Linked DNA regions of Manis javanica: region 1 is linked to region 2. Evidence: chromatin contacts called from public Hi-C data. All regions are on one chromosome and are shown on one strand. The core of a region is the stretch at or near the end of the contact, and the rest is flanking DNA. Distances in the headings are between cores, read along the strand shown.

Region 1 (5,276 bases), core at 153-2,652, 180 kb before region 2:
CTATAAGCATGCATTCCTTTTATAATGAATGCTAGGATAAAACAAATACAGTAGTGAAGTTATCTGTCCTGTTTGAAACAGTAGCTGCAAAAACCCATTTGCTCTGACTGCTTCTTGGCGTGCATGTGTGTCCTTTTGGTCTCCTACTTTTACCTGCCAGCTCTCTTACATGATGGGTGAACAGCTAATTACCCACACCAACTCTAAATTTGTAGCAATTCATACTAGTGCCCCCCCCCCCAGCCATGTGATGTGGGGAAAAAAGACTTTTAAGAGTTCTGCTAAGGGGCCTTCCAGGCCTCTAGCTATTTCACTGGAGCATCATATTCTTGAGCAGGAGCAGAGCTCTGCAAAATCCCTAGCATAGGGAAGCTACTCCTTAAAGAGAGGGGTATGGTCTCCAAAGGAAAGGGGCAGCCTACCTCATGGTTTCCCTTCTCAGTTTTTGTTCTGGACATAACTGCTTTAGAACTTAGTACCTTGTAACTTTCCCATTTTATGATTCTGGCCCATTTTCCTTTGGAGGAACATGCAAAAACGCTCATGATATAATTTTAGGTGGGAGAAGCAGGGAAGTATTATGTGCAACAGTATTTCAGTTGTGTTTTACAGAAAAATGCGGATGTAAAAGATTGGGAGGGTATATACCAGAATACTATAGCAGATTTTGTTGGGGAGCTAGATTTTTTTCCCCTTCAATTTTTCTGTAATATGGTCATCTTACTTTTATAATGGGAAAGACAAAAGGTTTAAGAAGGAAGTTTGCAGGTGTCCAGGATGCTTGAAAAAGAGGTTTCTAGAAGTACTTAGACCTAATAAATTAATGTCTGCAAAGCAGAATGCTAATATCCAGTTTCACAGAGAAGGTCACAGCTTCCTTTATTTCATTCCCCATAATAATCCTCACCTGCTTCTCTCTGAAAAATCAGATTCCAATTTTAAAAGCAATTTATTCTTATCTCGGCATCCTTGGGTAAGGGAACCCCATGTATGCAAGATGGAATAGGATCATTGTAACTTCCAGATCGTATGGCAATCCCAACTCTTAAGTGTCCATGATTCATTCTTTTATATCTGTCAGATTAGAAAATAAGACAGTGTTCTGTGTGTGTGTGTGTGTGTGTGTGTGTTTAAATTTCCACTTGGCAAGAAAAACTGCTAAAATCCTTCCACGAGTGTCCCCTTCTGTTCTGTTTGCATTCCTCTTCTGCCTGCATTTCCCTTTTCAGCCACGGGGTGTGCGCAGTTGAGCTATTTTGGCTCCGGTTGCAGATTGTGAGGTCAGAGACTAGGGATTGGAGGAGAGTATCAGGTGACTTTCCGTAACAGTGATGACAGTGCTGCCCTAATCCCCACCCCTTCTCCCCACTCTTTCCACACCCTTTCCTGGCTTCCACCTTAGGAACAAAGAAGGGAAAAAAACAGCAGGATGACGAAAACCAGCAGCTGCCTCTGCAGACGCAGTCTGGGGGCTGGGTGTGTTTATTCCGTCTGTTCTCTTTGTTCTGCTCTTACCCTGCTACTTCCCCTCCCAGTACCCTAAATAAAATGGATGGTATTTTTAGGATGCTTTGTTACAGAGAATGGCCTAGACATCTGCAGTTTACTCAGTATTTAGGTGAGCGGGAGTGAGACAGAAGAGAGAATGGAACTGTTCCAGGCACCTAGAAAAAAGATAAAGGTATTTTGCCTTCTCAGTCTCTTATTCAAGAATACCTATTTAAGGTCAGATACTGTGATAGGGGCCTATTATTTCTAGTTATGGAAACAATGCTGTGTAATAGGTATTATGTTTATTTTATAACCATGAAATAAGAAGTACAGAATTGATATATTCTTTGTTAATTAAGATCTCATAGCAAGGAAATACCAAGCCAGAATTTGACCTCAAATCTGTGAGGCTCAGAATCCACATACACTGAAAGGCAGGCATGTTCAGAGAACCCTGAGGTGCCTGCTTCTAAGAACTGCCATGGCCCTGCACCAGTGCCCTTTGCTTTTCCCCAGTGACCAATGTCCTCATTTCTTCAAAAAATAAGTCTGGAGGGGGGGGGGGAATGGGAGGGAGGGCATCATATAGATTAAAAGACAATTTAAAAATACATCAACCACTTGCAATGTGTGGACCTTACTTAGATCCTGCTACCTTTTCTTAGTGAAAAGGAAAAGCTTTATTCCTAGTGCCTTACATTGGTGCCTTTTCTCCTGCCCTGCAGCATCCCTGACCCCTTGCACAAACTTGTCCTGCCCGTTTGCTGACTTGGTTGGGGCAGTGCCTGTCCTTGCAGTCCCTACCCACACGCGTTTCTGTAGCTGGCCTCTTTGCTGGCACAGCCCTGTTGAGTCACCTTCCTGGGTGTGCTGGGAAAGTGTCTGTGAGAAGCTCAATGACTGTCTTGTCTGAAGATCAAGTGCTTTGTGAGCTGCCCAGATTTGTAATACTGCTTTTCTGCCACCCTTTCAGATTTCTGTTTGCCCCCTTTGTCCTCTCAGCACTTGGCTCCTATAGCATTGGAGTTCTGTCTGAGTTGCTTCTTGTCCTTCAGGTGTATCCATTTCCACCATCCCTCTTACGGTCTGAGTGGACTGCTTGCATCCATGACGGTCTAGTTCTGTGGGATTTAGCAGATGGGTATTAGTTTTGGCCAGGAGGTTAGTGACAGGAATCTGGTTACCTTGGGGCAGAAGTAACAACTGTTCTGTTAACATGTTGTTCATTTGGTTTCCTTTTTATGGTGTACGCCTACAAATGGCTTTGAGGTGCCGAATATCCCTCGTGAATTACAGCTGTGAGGAATATAAAGTAGAAATCCTCTACACGGGTAGCTTCTTACATTAGCACATGATAGGCCCCTGTTGCTTTGTCCTCCTCCCAGAATCAGAGAGCTCAGGTAGAGCGTACCAGGCATGGCTTATTGTATGCTGGAAGAACTAGGCAATTCCATGGGTATGTCACCTCCACTGAAAGCTTGTGTTATTTCTTAGGGATCTTGCTAAGTGTTCTGATCTCTCAGATAAGCTCGGAAGATCTACTCTTGAACAAAGACTGTTTCTTCAGAAAGAACTATAGTGGTGCCAGAGTCCGCTTGTGTTCTGACTTCCAGTAGTGATCCTGTGCCTCTTTGGCATATGCTGCCATTACCTCACTTAAGGGATGGGGCATAAGCTTGCACGTTTGTGCTGCCTCATTCATGCAGGGGAAACCACTGGTGACCCGGATCCACAGACGATTCAGCGTTGTTTCCCACTTCTTCCACCTTTTCTCATGTGTTCTCTGTTAGTCGTAAGGTACTTGGTTACTCAAGGGAGGTGCAGCATTAGATTATGGAGGGTGTTTCCTTAGAATAGGGACAAATGCCACAGGCTGTATCTTGGGCAGAGCAAGTAGTGTGTGGTCCTGAGTCAGTGAGTGAGAGTTGCCTCAATAGCTCAGCCTGAATAAGCCCTGCAGATGGAACCGGCTGTAGAGCCAATCTGTGTTCTCAGCGGTATTTTCCCAGTCTGTTTTCCGACCCCACTTACTCACTCCCACCTGCAGTTCTTAAGAACTTAGTTTCCAGGATGTTGGGCAATTCCCCTGTCCTCCATTTCCTGTTTGTAGTCTTCACTGAGAGAAGCCCGCTGCAGGAATTCCTGGGGAAGTGATGGCTCCAGGGGCCCTTGGCTCATTTCTGAAGTTGGGGAATACTGCGCTAAGAAGGACCTTCCTTCCGTTCTGTGTGTCCTTAGAAACTGTTACTGTCTTACCCAGGCAGTAGCCGGGACTCAGCGGCTGACTTTGTGCCTTGACCCTTCTCTGTCTTTAAAAACTGAAAATTATCTTTCCTTCATGCCTCAATTTCTTTGAATTTTATATTTCAACCTAAGTGTCAAGATTAAGGACAAAATTAACTTGCAGTCTCTAGGACTGGTTCTTTTGATTGGCAAAAATAGTGAAAAAGAGTGTCCCCACTATTGTACAGTAGGGGGTGCCCTTTCCCTTCTCTTTACCGCCTGGCACTCCCTACTGCATTCAGCCATTTTAGACAGATTGTTTCTGCTCCCAGCTAACTCCATTTTGTGTTTGTGACGCAGGAAAAAAAAAGAGTTCTGCAAGGGAGGAGTCTGGCAGGGGGAGGGAGAGAGACAGGCCAGGGCGCAGCCACAGACTCCGTTACTCAGCACTTCATCACCCGGGCCTCACCTTGCTGCCGGCCACCAGCATCCTGAGCGCCAGGTGCATGCGGCAGGTCTCTGCCGGCTGAGCAAGGACGAAGTGCTGTCTGACTGCTGGACACCCAGCAGTCACAGGGGGCTGGCTTTGGAGGTAGCAGGCAGCCTCCCTCTCCCTCTTTGGGAATCTAAGCCTGGGTTTAAGTGGTTTTTATTATGGAGATGTTTGGGGTGTTTTTCTCAATTATAAGATCAGCTAAGAAGAAAAGGTACCTTTTCACTTGGTTATCTGAGAAGAATCAGATGCCCAGATGACTGGAAAAACAATATGACTAAAAAAATAAAACTTTTATTTTTAGAAAGTGTAAAAAAACAAACATACATATATATATATATATATATATATATATATATATATATATATATATATGTAATGTACATACACACATACATGTGAAGGGAATAGTTATGACTACCTATGTCTCCATCACCCAATTTAAAACTTTACTCTCATGGCCTATCTTATTTCATCTACCTGCATCAGCCTCCTTCTTGCTCCCGTTATTTTAAACTATATCCTAGTTAGTTGTATCATTTAAGTATTCAGAATGTGTATCAAAATATAACTTTTTTTAAGGAAAATTATATTAACATTATCACATTTTAAAAATTCTTTAATATCATGAGCTATCTAGTCCCTGTATAAGTTGCTCAAATTATTTTATAGTAGGTTTTTTTTTATATTTCGTTCATCTGAATCAGAACCAGGTAAAGTCTCTACGTTGCAACTGGTTGATGTCTGTGTAGGTTCCTGCTCCAGCTTGCACACTCTCTCTTTTTTTATCTTGAAATTTATTTATAGACTTAATTTCTTAAGGAAGGAAGGAAGGAGGGTCTTAGATTGGGACTGGGCGGTACAGAGCCAGACCGCTCCTCTTCATAGAGCAGAGCCTCCGTCCATCTTTAGGATTTGCCCCAGAGGCCACGGGAGAGGAAGTGAAGGGGCGGTGCTCTGCGGCCTTCAGAGGGAGAAAGGGCTGGAGTCCCTTCCTAGGAGAATGGCTTGTTTTTCCTGACGTGAAGGAAAGCTGCAGGGTCTGACTTCTCGGCAAGGGTGACAGGGC
Region 2 (5,063 bases), core at 1,116-3,615:
CCCAAGGCGCGCGCCGTGCGCACCTCGCCCGTGCGCAGCCCCAGGCTGAAGAGGCCGGGCTCGCTGGCCTGCAGCACGTGGTAGGACAGCCAGGCGTTGTGTCCCGAGTCGGCGTCCACCGCCACCACCTTGGTGACCAGGTAGCCGGGCTGCGCGGCGCGCGGCACCGTGTCGAAGAGCGCCGAGCCGTCGGGCCCCAGCGCCGGGTACAGCACCCTCGGCGCGTTGTCGTTGCGGTCGCCCACCAGCACGCGCAGGCTCACGTTGGCGCCGAGCGCGGGCGAGCCCTGGTCGCGGGCCTGCAGCGCCAGCTCGAAGGCGCGCAGCTGCTCGTGGTCGAAGGCGCGCTGCGCGAACACCGCGCCGCTCTGCGCGCTCACCGACACGTAGGACCACAGCGCCCGCGGCTCCAGGTCGCTGGCCACGATGGAGTAGGAGACGTGGCCGTTGGGCCCCAGGTCGGGGTCGGAGGCGCTGACTTGCGCGATGGAGGCGCCGGGCGGGTTGTTCTCTGCCACGTGGACCACGTAGGAGGCCTGCTGGAAAACCGGCGCGTTGTCGTTGACGTTGCCAATGTGTAGGATGACGCTTGCCCTGGAGGAGAGGGATGGCTTGCCCTTGTCGGTAGCTGTGATGGTGACATTGTACTCTGCCATCTGTTCATGGTCTAGGTCATTGTCAATCACCAGCTTGTAATAATTCTTAGAGTTGGATTCTAATTTGAAGGGAACGTCTTCCTGAATATAGCATGTCACCAGACCATTTTGCCCAGAATCCTGGTACCGCACTTTAATGAGAGCTATTACAGTTCCAAGGTCTAAGTCTTCTGGAATATGGTTAGAAAAGGAAATGAATTTCAACTCTGGGGCATTGTCGTTCTCATCAACAATCTCAATCTAAACAGTACAGTGAGCCGTGTGCATCCCTCCATCTTTGGCTTCTACACCCAACATATATCTACTTGTCTCTTCAAAGTCCAGTGTGCCATTGGTTTTGATGTCGCTGGTAATTGCATTGAGATTGAAGAGGAGGCTGGTACTTGTTGGGGGCATTGAGGAAGGCATGATCTCTGCATTAATGCCCTCGTCCCGGTCAGTGGCCATCACCCGTAACACAGAGGTTCCCCAGGGCACATTTTCTTGCAGGCTAACTCTGTATGTGTCTGGCTGAAGAATGGAGCATTATCACTGGCATCAGTGACCTGGATACGGATCTGGGTGGTGCCGCTTAGTGGAGGGTCCCCACCATCCTTGGCAGTTAGGATTAAGTGGAGGAAGCTCTGTCGTTCCCTGTCCAGAGGTTTTACCAGCATTAATTCTGGGTATTTACTTCCATCGGGACTCTCCTTCGTTGACAGAGAGAAGTGTTCATTGGAATTGATAGTGTTACTTCAGTGAGTTACTTTCTACATCCGGGTCTTGTGCAGAATCCAGAGGGAATTTTACCCCTAGTAAGGCTGACTCATAGATTTCCAAGTCAATGCTTTTAGCAGTGAAATATGGTGCATTGTCATTTATATCTTGAATTGCAACAATCAACATTCATTGGGTTGTCAGCCACCAGTTCAAACTCTAGTGCACACTCGGATTTACTCCCGCAAATTTTCTCTCCATCTATCCTACCACTCATTAATAAATCTCCACTCTGTACACTCACATTGCAAAAATCCTCTGCACTAACTCGCAGTTTTTGAGCTGGCAACTCCTGGACACTGAGCCTCAGATCCTTGGCAAGATTCTCCACCCATGAGCCCTTGGCTATCTCTTCCGGAACTGCGTACTGGATCTGCTGGGAGATGGTCCCACAAAACAAAGGCAGCAAGAAAAAAAACAGTATCCGATTCTTCATCATTTCAGTTTTTCTGGAGCACCTTTGCATTTCTTTAACTCTCTGGAAAGCTTCTTTTCAAGATGTCTCTGGGATGTTTAAAAAATCAGCGATGGCAACCTGGACTTTTGTGTTTTGAGGGAGGACTTGTTCGTTGGGTGCTAGAGGAGATGCCATCAGTGTTCTGACTTGCACAGGACAAAGCAGGAAAATGCTCTGCCTGACATTCCGTGGAGCTGAGAACCCTTCTTCCCTTTGGTCAATAGCGGCGCCCGGAGGTTGTCTGGGAAAAGTGCATATTGCCTAGCTATCTTCAAAGTTTAAAAGTTCTTGAATCTGTGTACCGATCTTTTTATTTGTTGGAAATGACCAAATATTCAGATTCCCTTTGAATTTCTGGTTTTCCATCATTTCATGAGCACTTCCATTTTATTTTATTTTACAGTCTTTTTTCATTAAAAATTTCATAAGGCATATAAGCCATTTTTTCAGTTCAGGGGTCAAGAACATCTTCAATGATCTCTCTGTATTTGTAAACATTGGCATAACTAGTTTTGATGTAACCAAATAAGTTACCGGCTTTTTATTCACATTTTAGTGGACTATGATCCTCGCATTTTTATAAATCCATAACTTCCCTTATTTAGTATTTTAACTCTCCATATATACTTTATCAATTCACTAATACTATGCAAAGATAGAGTCTTTGCAAAAAATAAAAAGAATGAGTCAAGGACTTAGATTATTTTAATGTATTGCTCATCTTTTAAAAACATAAATAATCTTCCCATTAAGTACAGCAAAGTCCTTAGACACTCCATTTGGAACTTATACCCTGTAATCCCTGCACCGGTCTTGAGTAACTAAAACAAATACCTTTATTTCAAATGCACTACCAAATTAGATGCACTACCCAATATCCCACTATTTTGCAGGGCTAATCCATGCAGGGCTAATCCATACTCATCTTACACTCCAGACAAAACTGTTTTCCTAGGATATCCTTTCCCTTGCTTACCCTACTTCATGTCTTTATACTTGGTGTTTTTTTTTTTTTACTATAAACCCTCCCCCCTTTATATTGTAGTGAATCCTTTTCCATCCTTTAAAAATATCCTTTTTAGTGAAAATTTAATGTCTGAAACCTTTCATTACCTATACAAGCAGATGGAAATTGTCCTGCTTTTGTATTCTCTGTGCATTTTCACAACACACACAGGCTGTTTTATATGGGGTTCTTAGAAATTTCTCTTTGACCACTTAAAGTTCCTCTGGCACTAGCCATTTAATTTTTTTTCTCTCCTTACAAGGAAAATGATATTAGTATTATAAAGATATTTTCCCTAAAAAGAGATATTTCAAATGTTATGTGCCCCTTTTCCTGTGACGTACTTGCACGTTTGAGTGAAAAACACCCCTCTCTGCTTTCAGTTATTTTGTTCAGGCACTATTGAATATACCTCTTTCTAATATGTGAAGGGAGAGGTCTGTTCCTTTGCTTGAGATCTAATGAAATGCATTTGGGTTTAATTTTGGATGCTATCTTAAGAGATTTCATGGGTGAAAACAATTTCATAAATTTCAAATGAGCAAACAATTTCTGGCTCAAGAAAGTTGGAGAACTTCTGTTCCATTGTTGAAGTGGATGGTCTGGAAATCTCCCACAGAGGCTGAGACATACCTCTGTACATTTTTTAAATCCTTCTCGAGGAACAAGAAATGCCACTCCAAAATTCATAAAACAGTTTAGGCAATTGAGCTTCCAACCTTCAGACAAGAGGCTGAAATCAATACACACACACGCACACCCATACATGCACTTTAGGTGTACCTAATACAGACTATAGGCCAGGTAAAACCATTTGACCAACTCCAACAATTTTTCATCCTACACTTTTTATGTCATTGAGATGAAAAGAATGTGATCCGGCTTGGAAGGGGTTAGCATCATTTTATGGAAACCCAAAATACCTAGTATTTATGATTTTTATTTATTTGTATCAGTCAGGATAGGTTAAGTAGGCTGAAGTAACAAACAAACTTCAAATAACAGGGTTTTAAAATGCAAAAGGTCTATTTATCACAGGTATACAGATCAATGTTGGGTCAACCAGAGGGCTCTTCCTTCGCTGTAGTTATTCAGGGACCCCAGTAAAAGGAGCAGTCACAACGTCAAAGATTAACTTAGAGATCTGGAAATTCTCACAGTGGAAACTACAGCTTTCTCTAGAAAGAGACACACATTGCTTCCATTTACAATGTATTGACTAGAACTAGTTGCCTAGGTCCTCTTACACATAAGCAGTCCGGGAGGATCAGCCCCAGTGTAGGTCCAGAAGGAGAAATATTTAAACAAAAAGGCTAGTAACTAACACATTTCTTTGTTATCAAATGAATGTGTATTAAAGCTTTATAATAACCACACTGGCGTAATATTCTTTATAATACTCAAAGAAATGAACTTACCTGACGTAGGTTGGGGTCTCCTTTCGTTTCAAGTAAATCCTGAGATAGCAGAAGAGGCTCGCTTTTCCCACAGCTCTCCTGGCTGATGAGCGTGTCGGCGTAGTTGGGCTGGGGGAAGATCACGTGACTCTCCCGCGAGTCCGCAGTGAGGGACACCTCGTGGGAATAGGTCTGCAGGAAAGCCCGCACCCCGTCCACGCCCACAAAGGGCGAGGCCCCCACGCCCACCAGCCCGCCGCCCACGGCCGGCAGCAGACGCGACGCGTGCCAGCGCCTCAGCCTGAGGGCCAGCAGCACGATGACAAAGGCGAGGAAGACGCAGGAGACCGCGGCCACCGCCACCACCAGGTACAGCGTGAGGCCAGACGCGTCCGGGTCGGCCGGGGCCTTCATGCTGTCCAGGTCGGCCAGGACGTCTGGGATGCTGTCGGCCACGGCCACCGTGAGCGTGACGGTGGCCGAGAGAGGGGGCTGGCCGTGGTCCTGGACCGCCACCACCAGGCTCTGCTTGAGCGCGTCTCTGTCCAGCAGGGCCCGCGCTGTGCGCACCTCGCCCGTGTGCAGCCCCACCGCGAAGAGCCCTGGCTCGCTGGCCTTGAGCAGGCGGTAGGACAGCCAGGCGTTCTGGCCCGAGTCTCTGTCCACCGCCACCACCTTGGTCACCAGGTAGCCGGGCTCTGCGGAGCGGGGTGCCAGCTCCACGCCTGTGGACCCGTCGGTGGGGAGGGCGGGGTACAGGATCTCTGGGGCGTTGTCGTTCTGGTCCAGAA

Evidence for each region. Hi-C and Micro-C count contacts between places; a contact is called where the count stands out from the background.
Region 1: a Hi-C map of blood shows a contact between it and region 2, with 6 times the contacts expected there. The contact joins the promoter of LOC108383318 here to the promoter of LOC118971948 in region 2. A contact is called at or near these places in 2 of 2 Hi-C or Micro-C datasets (blood and fibroblasts).

Annotation. Positions count from the first base shown.
Region 1 is chr14:88,059,353-88,064,628 of MJ_LKY, reverse strand. It overlaps LOC108383318 (protein diaphanous homolog 1-like), which reads left to right and starts at 1,402. Exons shown (of 7, transcript XM_073221857.1): 1 at 1,402-1,681.
Region 2 is chr14:87,884,073-87,889,135 of MJ_LKY, reverse strand. LOC118971948 (protocadherin gamma-B1-like) reads right to left here and starts at 2,365. Exons shown (of 3, transcript XM_037015925.2): 1 at 1,168-2,365; 2 at 1-1,165. The coding sequence starts at 1,312. All of the region lies in intron 1 of LOC108392751 (protocadherin gamma-C4), which reads right to left.